Regions from separate parts of the Rattus norvegicus genome. Here region 1 is linked to region 2. A link is a contact called in public Hi-C data. All regions are on one chromosome and are shown on one strand. The core of a region is the stretch at or near the end of the contact, and the rest is flanking DNA. Distances in the headings are between cores, read along the strand shown.

Region 1 (6,061 bases), core at 557-3,056, 33 kb before region 2:
GTGGAGGATAGACACATCCCAGGACCTGCTGACAGCCTGGAGGAGTGGCTAAGTTACAGACAGGACTGGGCGGCTGGGCAGGGTTGAGCAGCCAGCATTCTTTGCTGCTGCGCAAAATCCCTGAGGGTGGGAGCTCATCCACACTTGGTTTTATAAAGTAGTTTTTAAAAAGGTTGTGTGTACATTGCTTACACGTCTTGCTTACACGTAAGTCTGTGTGAATGTTGATACTCTGGAACTGGACAGTTGTGAGCTGCCATGGGGTGCTGGGAATTGAACTTGAGTCCCTGGAAGAGCAGCCAGTGCTCTTCAAGGCTTTAAAGGCTGAGCCATCTCTCTCCAGCCCCTATAAAGTGTTTTTGGTATATTATCTTATTTGGTCATTTCAGCTATACTATAGTAGTTCAAGTTTTCCGAATGAAAAAAAAAAGATAGCTCAAACACAATAAATAAGTTGTTAAAGTATTATTGTAATATAAAAATTCAAATATGTAAAAAAATTTAAAATACCAATGGCAATGACATATGACATTTGTGGAAATGTGCAAAATAGCTGAATATCTTGTATTTTGACGTTTTGTACAGAGACTTGCGAAAGAATGGGAACACATTTAACAGTGTCTTCACTACAGTGGCTATTTATAGCAGTTTTCCTTGTATGTGTGTGTGGTGCATGTGCGTGTGTGTGGGGTCTTTAACATATCCTAAGTTGCTATGGAGCTGAGGATGACCATGAATTTCTGACTCTCCGGCCTGATTTACAAAGTGCTGAGGCCTCAGGGCTTCTCGTGTGCTACCAAAGCATGCTAACGAGTTAGAATTAGCTCAGCCAGTGGTCATTGTATTCTTTTTTAGCAAAAAAACGTACAGCAATGATTCATTCTGTGACGAACAGATTTTTAATCCTCTGCAAAATAAGTAAATAAATAATAAAACAACAAGCACCCCCCAAACTTTCCAGGATATTGAACTGGGCACAGAGCCAAAACCGAAGTGTCAGTCAGGGACTTGGTTCTGGAATTTGCAGCAAGCTTGACGCATGCGCTTCAAGAAGTGTTCCATTCTCGATAATTTAAAGTACTGAAAATGACCCCCACTCCCCTTTTTGGGTATTTTTCGCGCCACAAGAAAGGTAGACAAATGAGCACCCCATGGAAAACAATCACTAACCGCAACGACAGAGTCATTTTAGGCTTAAAAGGCTTCGAGTGTTCTTAGTTATGAAAGTTGAGGGGCTTTGAGCCCGTGAGTGCACCTTGGAACAGACGTGCTGTGTGGCCCTCGAGCCGGGCAGTGGTGCCAGGACTCGCGACACAGAGGCCGCTGAGACCGCTCCGGAACCGAGGTGCGCGTGCAGCCGCGTGCAAACCCGGCCCTTGAGCGGAAGCCCGCCCTTCTAGTGCGCGCGCGGCGCGCGTCCGGGAGCCCCGGGGCCGCGCCCGGACCGAGGGGCGGAGCGGGCGGTCCGGAGCTGGGTGGGTGGCGCAAACCAGTCACTTTCCGCGGAGTCGGCAGCCGCCTCGTGTTCCTCGGCGGCGCTGGAGCGGCAACGGAGTCCTGCGGCGGCGCGCGCGTCCGAGGTGCCCGGAGGCCCAGGTACGTGCGACCCCAGCTAAGCTAGCGCGGGACGGTTGACCGGGCGGTTGCGGCCCCGCTGCCCGCAGCCTGCCGCGGCCTCTGTGACGCGCGGTGCGGCCTCGGGGCGCCCGCGGACGGCTGGCAGCAGGGACGGGGCGGGGCGAGCGCGGCGGCGGGGCGGGGCGGAGCGGAGCGAGGGGCGGAGCCGGCGGAGGCCCCGCCCCGGGGCCGAGCAGCACGGACGCTACGGAGCAGGCGCGTCCCGCTGCCGCCGCCGCCGCCGCCGCCGCCGCTGCCGCTGCCGCCGCCGCCGCCGCCGCCGCCGCCACCGCTCGCCCTTCTCGGGAGCCGCCGCCGCCATTTGCACGGGAACCCCGGTGACAGGGGCTCGGCGGAGGGGCGGAGGGAGGGGGGAGGGCCTGCGAGCCCCGAGGGCGGGAGCGACGCCGCCGGCGCCGGCCAGGCTCCCTGCGCTACCGCGCCGCCCGTGGCGGAACCCGGGTGGCAGCGGCGGCGGCGGCCGAGGGCGGGCGTGCGCCTGAGGCGGCGGCGGCGGCGGCCCTGCGGGCGGCCGGGAGGGGCGGGGGCAGCGGCCGCCGCCGTTTGATGGATCCGAGGATCGCCTGGTTCCAGCCAGAGCAGCTCGGACCGTCCAATAGTCTGTGGATGCAGATCTGGGAGACGACCCAGGGGCTGAGGAACCTCTACTTCAACCACCACTGTCACAGCAGCGGCGCGAGCAGCGCGAGCGGCGGGAGCGGCAGCGGCCCCGGCAGCCCCGGCGGCACGGCCCCGGCTCCGGCCGGCATGTTCCGCTCGGGGGAGCGCCCACTGGGCGGCCTCGCCGTGCCCGCGGAGCAGCGGGACTTCCTGCCCCTGGAGACGACCAACAACAACAACAATCACCACCAGCCGGCGGCCTGGGCACGGCGGGCAGCGGCGGGCCCCTCGGCGTCACCGGTCCCATCGGCACCCTCGTCCCCGCGTCCCGCGGCCCCACTCCCTGCCTCCGAGTCTGCGGACCCAGCCTCGGGCAGCAGCAACAAGAGGAAACGTGACAACAAGGCCAGCACCTACGGACTCAACTACAGCCTGCTGCAACCCAGCGGAGGGCGCGCGGCCGGGGGCGGCCGGGCGGACGGCGGCGGGGGCGTGTACAGCGGGACCCCGTGGAAGAGACGGAACTACAACCAGGGAGTCGTGGGGTGAGTGCTAGCGTCGTACGGCAGCGGGGAACACGCCCACAGTGGGGTGGGGGTGGGGGATGGGGAGCCCCAGTGGGACCTCCAGAGCATCGGTGGCCATTCAGTCCTTCATAGCTGGACCAGCTTCAGTCGAGCTTCTTTTGGAATTCCTTTCAGCTATCCTCTCCTTTTCGTAGTCATCTCTACCTTCCTTCTCTCCTAACTGTCCACACCTTCCCGATGCATTCTCACTTGTCCTTCTACCAATTCCTTCTATGCTCTAGAGTTCAGCCTGCCCTCTGATCCCTTCCTGTCCTCTACACTTTGCCTCTCCATCACTACACCCCAAGATGAAGCCCCTTAGCATTGGGCTAGTTAACTTCCTGAGAACATTTCTGTCTTAGCGTCTTTAGATGGTTAGAACCAGGAGGTGCTCTTCTTGCCAAGAATAGAAACATCCAGAATGCTCCTTCCCATCCCCCAATCCACGATGAAAATCTTGCCAGCCCAGAAAGACACTGCCTACTCTTGATCCTTTGGCACATCTTTTTATATTTACTTAAGAAAAAAAAAATCCAGTGTTTGTGATGTCTGTAGTGAGTGGAAAGCACTGAGTGACAGGTATGTTGAGGTTGTCATAGATGGTGAGCTCTGCTGATCTTTGACGGAACTTTGCAGGAGTTCATGGTTGGTGACTTCTCCCTGTGAGGTTGTCACTGTGGCAGAGGTAGCAGTGGTTTTCGTTTAGGGGTGCTGTTGGTGCTGGTGTGTGAATGTTGCACCACCAGTGACTTTGTGTTTAAAGTTCAGCTCTTACAAAATGGAATCGTACCTGAGCCCTGGTGAATTATGTACATAAGCTGGGAATGTTTCCAGCCTGGTTTCCCTTTGGGAAGAGCCCCTGCGTTTGCTGGATTAGGTTACTGAGTCTTCTTTTTCCTTTTAATAAACTCATGCTTTTGGACCTTGGTGTGGTGCGTCTGAGAAGTATGGTGTGCAGTTTGTGCAGCTCCAGTATGGAAAACCAGCTTTGAGATTTTTTCTGGTTTTCAGGTACTGATCTGTAGTGAGGCCTCAGGAAATCCATTAGTAATCCTGTGCGAACTTTCTTAAGAGTCACCCATTCAGCTCTGCCCTGGTTTTGGCAAGGAGACATAGCTGTGTGTACCTTTTTGAAGGTCTGGTAAAATGAGTTGGTGGGTTCCATCTGCTGTAGTGGGCTGGTCTCTGCTGAGTACACTACTATTACAACTCCCACCTTGTATGGAAAATGCAGTCATGTGGTTCAGGAGTGATGCTGGGGAACGCCTCATAGCTGCCCTCATTTTCCAGAGGAGCTCCTTCAGGGCTCAGTCACTTTTGCTCAGCTTCAAGGGCGCTCTCCATGGTCATCAACTTATATTAAAGCACATTCGTGGGTCTATCCTGTTGGCCTTTCCAAGGCAAAGCCTACACCTGTGTTTAGTGACAACAACTTGATGCTGAGGGTCCTGGTGGCCTTGTCTTACATGAGTGAGCTCTGCTTAGGTAATCGCTGTCAAATAATACCTGGAAGGTGCCTGTCTGCATTTTACTGAAGCCTCTGGTGGTCTCTAGAAGAGATACATTATAATCCCAAAGCTGGCTACCCCTTAGTCCTGGAAAAGTTCCCATGCAGAAGCTGAGGATACTACATTGGTCTCAGAAGGATCAGGGAGGAATGTTCACTTCCCTGAGGGATTACTGCTTAAACACTGATTGCAAACTTGCTAAGAAGCTTATCACTCCATCAGACTTGTATTCTTTCCCTCTCCCTGAAGAAGACCACAGCAGTTAGGACTCACCTTCCTGGGGCTGAGAGATGCAGTGGCTGGTTCTTAGGGTTTGCTAAGAGACTCTGGGCTCTGAATGATTCTTTGTTTTGTTTTGTTTTGTTTTGTTTTGTTTTGATCTATGTGGTCTTAACTTCTTAGCTTTTTAAGAGAGTTTAGCTATTTTTTAGTGTTATTTTTAAAAATTTTATTTACTTATTTTGTACGTGCATACATGCCTCTGTGTGTGTGTGTGTGTGTGTGTGTGTGTGTGTGTGTGTGTGTGTGTGCGTGCGCACGCACCAAAGTAAGGGAGTGGAAGTAACAGGACAGCATATTGAGAGTTGCATTCTTCTGGGTCTTGTAGATTGAACTCAGCTCACCAGGACTTGGTGGCAAACAGCTCTATCCATCTTGCCAGCCTAGTTTCGCTATTGTAATTACAGGTATTTAAACAGTAGGACTTCTGAGCGTACCTCAGTATGGCGCTATTCATTGTATGACAGAAACTTTCTCTGGGGAGACAGCATACATGGCTACTCATCTTAGATAGAGAACTCAAAACAGACCAAAGTATGGATACCATAAAAGCCAAAACTTGGTGAAATTTGACTTTTTGGGGGTCACTTAAAGGAATATGGGTGAAAGATTATTTATAGGAGCAGAAATGACTCAAAGACACCTGTGTCACCAAAGCCAATCCAGCATGGGTTATAGCTCACAAAGCTAGGAACCTGGAGCTACTGCATAGGCCAAAGGCAGCTAAGTAGGTGGACAGTGTCCTTTCTAGTACCTCAGTTTGTCTCAACTACTTCCAGGTTTCTGCATCTCCCGGATAGCTAGCTGGTCTGGCTCAGAGTTGTCCTTGCAGTTGAGCGCTGTTCTTCTGAGTGAGTCTCTCAGGTTTCTTTTTTTTTTTTTTTTACTTTTGCAGGGAGTGGCTTAGTGAAACTACTCAGTTTCAGGGACATCAGGAAACTTTTGAGTTGTTTACCTCCCTGTTTAAGGAGCTTCCTTGTAGAATAGTTTTTCAGTCACAGAGAAAACTTACCACAGCACTGTTCTGACATTAAATTTAGTGTGGCTCTTACCAATATGTTCTATGTTCTTGGGCTTTAACTGATACTGTGCTGGTAGAGGAACAAAAACCTCTCCAGATAGGGACTTGGGACATGACATTAGAACTCTGTCCTTTATGTCTTGTGTCTCTTGGGCCAGGGGTTAACTAAACTCCTGAGTGCTCGTTAAGACTTAGAGTTTGCAGTGGTTAAGAGCACCCATTGCTCTTCCAGAGGTCCTGAGTTCAATTCCCAGCAACCACATGGTGGCTCACAACCATCTGTAATGGATCCAATTCTCTCTTCTGGTGTGTCTGAAGACAGTGACAGTGTACTCACATAAAATAAATAAATAAATCTTTAAAAAAAAAAAAAAGACTTAGAGTTTGGGGGTTGGGGATTTAGCTCAGTGGTAGGCCCTGGGTTTAGTCCCCAGCTCCGGAAGAAAAAA
Region 2 (5,843 bases), core at 2,582-5,081:
AGCAAATAGTATTTTTTAAATAACCAAACCAAGAGTGTTATGTGAATTAACACATTACAGGCTGGGTGTGGTAGTGCACCTGCCACTGAGTTTGACCATGCTCCAGTGAGTACACAGGTAATACAGAGTGGACTCCCCCCTTGTATTTACTGTTTTGGTTTTTTTTTTTTTTTTTTTTTTTTTTTTGGTTCTTTTTTTCGGAGCTGGGGACCGAACCCAGGGCCTTGCGCTTCCTAGGTAAGCGCTCTACCACTGAGCTAAATCCCCAGCCCCGTATTTACTGTTTTTATCTGCCTGTCTATCTGTTTATCTTGATGGGGTGGGGGAGATAACGAAGGTGAGGTGGTCATGGAAAGGTGGGGAAATGAATGCGATGAGGTGCGTGATGTGAGTCCCAGAGGATCGCTAGACATACCATGTGAAAAGAAAAAAGAGAACCTCACCGTATGAACCAGGAAGTGCACTAGGACCGACACAGCTCAGGGGTAGAGCACTTGTCTGTGTGCAAGACTTCGGGTGTGATCCCCAGCACTGCAAGTAAATAAATAAAAACAAAAGGGAAAAGGATTTACTGACCCAGCAATATGGATGGATCTCAAAGGAATTACACTGAAAGACAAATGAATAAATGAAAGGTATTTTCTGCATAATTAGCTTTACATGTTTTTTTTTAAATAAAATTATATACAACTGTACAAAATGCAAACTAAAAGTAGTAAAAAGGGCAGATTAACTGTCGCTGAATACAGTCAGACACTGGGCAAAATCCAGTTACACATTTTAACATGTGCCTTATTATTATACTTCAGTGTTACGGAACTAAAATAATACTGGTAAAAACCTCAGCCTCTCTGTTTGGGGGTGCACACCTTTAATCCCAGCACTCAGGAGATAGAGGCAGATAGATCTATGTGAGTTCAAGGCCAGCCTGGTCTACATAGAGAATTGAACGACAGGACCCAATTCCCTTTGGGGTGTCTCCACATTCCGCTGGCCCATAGCACATGAGCTGATAGTTCTGGGAGTGTGAGGCCACACCTCCCCTGCTAAGAAAGAGCACCATCACTAAGCTGCACATCTCGATCTTGGTGTTTGGAGATAGATCGGGTCTTGCTACATAGTTTAGACGGGCCTAGAACACAGGAAGACACACACACACACACACACACACACACACACACACACTCACACACACTTTAATAATCAACCAGCTATTTGAAAGCATACAATTTATATTATCATTGTGTATCTCCAGAAATTTTTATCTTCCCCAACTGAAACTGAAACTACTGCTGTAATTTCTCCTCTGCCCTTGCCTTTATAGCCATGATTGTCTGTTATGTCTGTCTATCTGTCCTGTCTGTTCCTGAGATTTGACTTCTCTAGGGACCTTATAAAAATGGGATCAAAGAGTATCCTTTTGAGTCCAGCTGATTTCACTCTGCATAAGTATCCTCAAGGTCCCTTCATTTTTATCCACCCATCCATCACCCACAGACTCACCTCACTTTGCCCTGCCTCGGGCCAGCATGAGAGACCTGCTTTCAGTTCTTTGGGGGATGTACCCATGTGGTAATTCTATGTTTGCTTGTTTGTTAGTTTTTCTTTAAGAAATTGCTGTGATTATATATATTCCCTGAAGCAGTAGGCAAGGTCCAGTTGTGTTACTTGCTTGTGTACACGCTACACGTGTTTCCATTTGTCTTCATAGGAATCATCGTAATAGCTGCTATAAAATTTGAATGCGTTTTACATTTTAGTGAATAAACTGGGTCTTAATGTACAGCTGAACAGCAGTTACCACTAAACCCTGTGGGAGTGTAGAGGATGCTGACAACTGTCAGTCTCCTCTAAAGCTTTCTTTATTCCCAAATATCAAGGTGGCACAGGGCCGTACACAGTGTACCTTGGTCTGTCGTGTTACTTTTGAAGACATTATGGAACCTATGGATGGCAGGGTCAACAGTGCTCCCTGTAGAGACAACACGTCCTCCCTGTTGGGTCTGTGGTTTCTCTGCCTCAGCCTCTGCACTCTGGTGTGCTGGGGATAAGCAGCTGCAGTTGACATGGGAAAGAGCGAGGGGTATTGATTATATTCTGGAAAAATTACTCATGTGTGCCTTAATATTTGAATTATATATACTTTTTAAAACTTATTTTCACTATTTTATGTGTATGAGTGTTTTACATACGTGTATGAGTGTGTACCCCATTCATGCTTGGTACTGGAGGAGGCGCTGGGCTTCTGTGTGGTCCTGGGAACCAAGCCCTCCTGTGGAACAGCGGTGCTCGTAACTGCTGAGCCACCTTTCTAGCCAGCATCTGTAGATGCTGTCCATGTGTCCCAGTGGTCCCACTTCTCTTCAACCATTTAAAAATGAAACTATAAAGGAATTTTTAACTTGTGGGGTGTATGCAAATGCTTTGTTTCGCCTTTGGGGCATGACCTCTGTTACAGAGAGCGGAGTGGATGTGGGGAGAGGGGTGGAGTGTGCTTGTTAGAACTTTTGGAAGTTCATTTTCTGGTTAAAGCAAAGGGCACAGCACTCATCTGATGGCAAGAAGTGCTGCCTTCTTCAGAGTAGAAGGTCCTGGGTGACAGATGAGATGTGTCTGTGGCAAACTCACGTGATGGGACCAAGACCTGGCACAGTGCTCAGCGTGCTGTCTGTCACTGGGGGGTCTGGAGTCACATCAGGACCTGAAAGCATATGGAGTGGCAGGCAGTAGGCGAAGCCTCCTGGCTTTGTCCATACACAGAGACTGAAAATGAAGGAAGGTGCTGTAATGAAACACCAGAGGCAGGGTTATTCACAAAGAACAGAGGTTGCTTTCATTTAGCTGGAGCTCAGAAGCCCAAAGTCAGAGAGAGGGCCCATGTCACATTCAGAGCTGCTTGCTGTGCTTGTCTTCTAAGCCCTCACTAGAATTACTCTGGGTGCTCTGTTCATAGCCATTGAAGTACTTTTTACCCCCGTCTCCAGCCTCTTCCAGCCAGAGGTGGAAGACACCTCTCCAGAGGTGTTTTAGCACCTCGAATAGTTATGGTGGCAACCCCACTCCAAGTACCAAATCTGTAGTAGAATTTGGACAGAGGCAGAAATAATAGAGATGTAGACAGACAGACAGACCAGTGATTTATTAAGAAAAGCAGCTTATGCGGTTATGGAAGGACAAAAGTCCCTAAGCAGGCTGTCCAGAAGTGGAAGGTCCGGGATGCCAATACTCTGTAACTCTTGTTTCTGTCCAGAGGTCTCAGAGCTGGGGAGCCAATGGTGTAGCTGTTAGTTTGAGACTAAAGGCCTTGCAGGCTCAGGGATTTGCTGCTATAAATGCTGAACTTCGAAGGCCAGAGAACCTAGGCTTCTTATGTTCAGTTGCTACAACTATGGTATATTTCTCTTTGATTCTCTGTGTTACAGAAACGGACTGGCTTCCATAAAAATTCTTATAATTAGAAATGAACTTTTGCAGAGTCTGTCTAATGTTGATAGCATCATGGATACTTGGGCTAGAGAATAGGTTAGAGCTTACGGACAAAATAACGTCCCTCTTTATAGCTAGAGGTTTGTCCAGGCACAGCTTTGCACAGCATAGGCAGGAGTATGGAAGGTGTTCATTCTCCGTGTAACTCTGAGCCAGCACCAGAATTATAAGTTTGATTCTTGTGTCAAAATGTTAGATGCTCTGTGATGTCTCTTTAGTGAGTGTATTGAGCAGAATAGAGACTGAAGGTGGATGGAGAGAAGTCAGAATGTTAGCATCAAAAGGAATCAATTGCAGAGCCCAAATTTAGACCCTTAAGCTGCTGTGAATGATGATGGTGTTGGCTTTAAGTCAGATCAGCCCTCGTCACAGGGTTTTCTGTCCTATGATAGTAATGGAAATAAAAATCCCAGTTTCTGCAGCAGTGTAGGCAATAACTTGTTGAAATAATTGAAAAGAGCGTCCGGGAGAAGAAACAAGGAAGCATTGTGAGACTTACAGGGAGCTTGATGAGTCACTGGTTTCATACTAGCAACTCTAGCTTTATAAAGGAATGTTATTTGTTTCGGTGTATGCACTTATTTTATTCTATGTGTATGAATGTTTGCCTACATGTATGTGTGTGTACCACATCGAATGCCTGGTGCCTGTAGAGGTCAAAGGAAGGAGCCGGATCCTCTGGAACTGGAATGACAGGCATCTGTGAACCACCATCATGTTCTCTGCAAGAGCAGAAAGTGCTGTTCGTTAACCACTGAGCCATCTCTCCAAGCCCCAATTTATGTCAGAAGTTTAAAGGATAATTTTAGTCCTAGAGTATAGAACATACAGCTGTATACTGGGAAAAAATTCAAGATTTAACACATAAATGAATGTGGATGGGAGTTTATTATTAGAGGTTTTGTGTGTGAATTAAGATACACAGATAGAAGGGAAAGAAATTGATAGACTTAAAAACAAACGAGGTGTTTGCTGTGTGTCAACCTCCGGTGGTAATGTACTTCAGAGACCTCAGAGGCTGTCAGGGGCCTTTCTTCTGGGCTTTCTCTCGCCGGTAGTTGTTGGTTCTTTAGGTTTGTGTTTTTATGACCCATCTTGGACCACAATCAAAAGCGTGGTCCACTACTGGGGCCATCTCTGGGTGCTCCTGTCCAGAACCTCCAGCACATTTTGTCGTATGGTCTTGCCAACATCTTATTGGCCAGTTGGAAGTAAAACTGTCTACCTAAGGGAAGAGTTTGCTGTTGAATCAGGGAAGTAGGAGGCGGGCCATTGTGTACTGTTCAAGGAGCAATATATATCCAGTAGCTGGGGAAAGAAAGATGGAATATTCTGTCTGGGGTTCTGGACACTTAGTAGAGAAAGATTTTGTCTTCCATAGTCAGTGAAGGTGAAACATTTACTGGGAAACATTAGAAATAATTTCTAGGATTTTAGTACAGCTAGCAGGTTGAAATTTGGCTTTGTCTGGGCAGGACTTGGACTGTGACTTCATCCAGTGTGTCCACATCGTGCTTATTACACAGCAGCCAGCCACTAACTGCCCTCACACATATTTGGTTACAGGCTCTTAGGGCAACCTTTAAATGACCTTCATTTGACTTAGAAATGGCCACAAAATACAAAGGACTGGCTATGGCAGTTCAGATGTGCTAAAGCGAAGCGATAGATAACATCTGGCAGATTTTGTCTTCTAGGAATTGAACTGAGGGCTTATACCTGCTACGAAGGCATTCTACTGCTTAGCCATATTTCAGTCTTGTAAGAATTAAAAACCTTTTTTCCTTAAGTAAGACTGTCTGGGGCTGCAGAGATGGCTCAGTGGTTAAGAGCACTGACTGCTCTTCCAGAGGTCCTGAGTTCAAATCCCAGCAACCACATGGTGACTCACAACCATCTGTAATGAGATCTGATGCCCTCTTCTGGTGTGTCTGAAGACTGTGACAGTGTACCCACATACATGAAGTGAATAAATAAATCTTTAAAAAAAAAAAAAAAAGACTGTCTGCACTTGAGAGGCAAAGGCAGGCAGACCTTGTGAGTTCAGGGACAGCCAGGGGACATAATAGAAAGACATTGTCTTATAAACTAATGCAGGCCTTTAATCCCAGTACCTGGGAGGCAGAAGCAGGTGGATTTCTGTGAGTTTGAGGCCAGCCTAGTTTACAGAGTGAGGTCCAGGATACCCGGGGTTATACAGAAAAACCCTGTCTTGGAAAACAAAATAAAATCAAAACCAAAAAGGACAGTCTCCTGGCTGACCTTAAACTTAAGATGCATCTGCCTCCACTTCTTCCTCCTGAAGTTTGGGACTGAAGGTGTGTACTGCCATCCCAGTTAAGTAAAGAAATTGAGAA

The links. Hi-C and Micro-C count contacts between places; a contact is called where the count stands out from the background.
Region 1: a contact with region 2 is called in a Hi-C map of liver, with 2.3 times the contacts expected there. The contact joins the promoter of Tent4b here to the enhancer-like site in region 2. A contact is called at or near these places in 6 of 12 Hi-C or Micro-C datasets (frontal cortex, kidney, liver and 2 more) and 1 of 1 datasets of contacts at active chromatin or transcription factors (oligodendrocytes).

Annotation. Positions count from the first base shown.
Region 1 is chr19:35,037,802-35,043,862 of GRCr8, reverse strand. Tent4b (terminal nucleotidyltransferase 4B) reads left to right here and starts at 1,806. Exons shown (of 12, transcript NM_001415013.1): 1 at 1,806-2,783. The coding sequence starts at 2,185.
Region 2 is chr19:35,007,094-35,012,936 of GRCr8, reverse strand. The region is part of intron 1 of Tent4b (terminal nucleotidyltransferase 4B); the gene reads left to right. Among named protein-coding and RNA genes, the nearest start is that of Tent4b, 32 kb to the left of the region's middle. Within about 2 kb of position 3,831, at least 24 of the 93 cell types and tissues checked have an H3K27ac peak or open chromatin away from gene starts, as enhancers often do.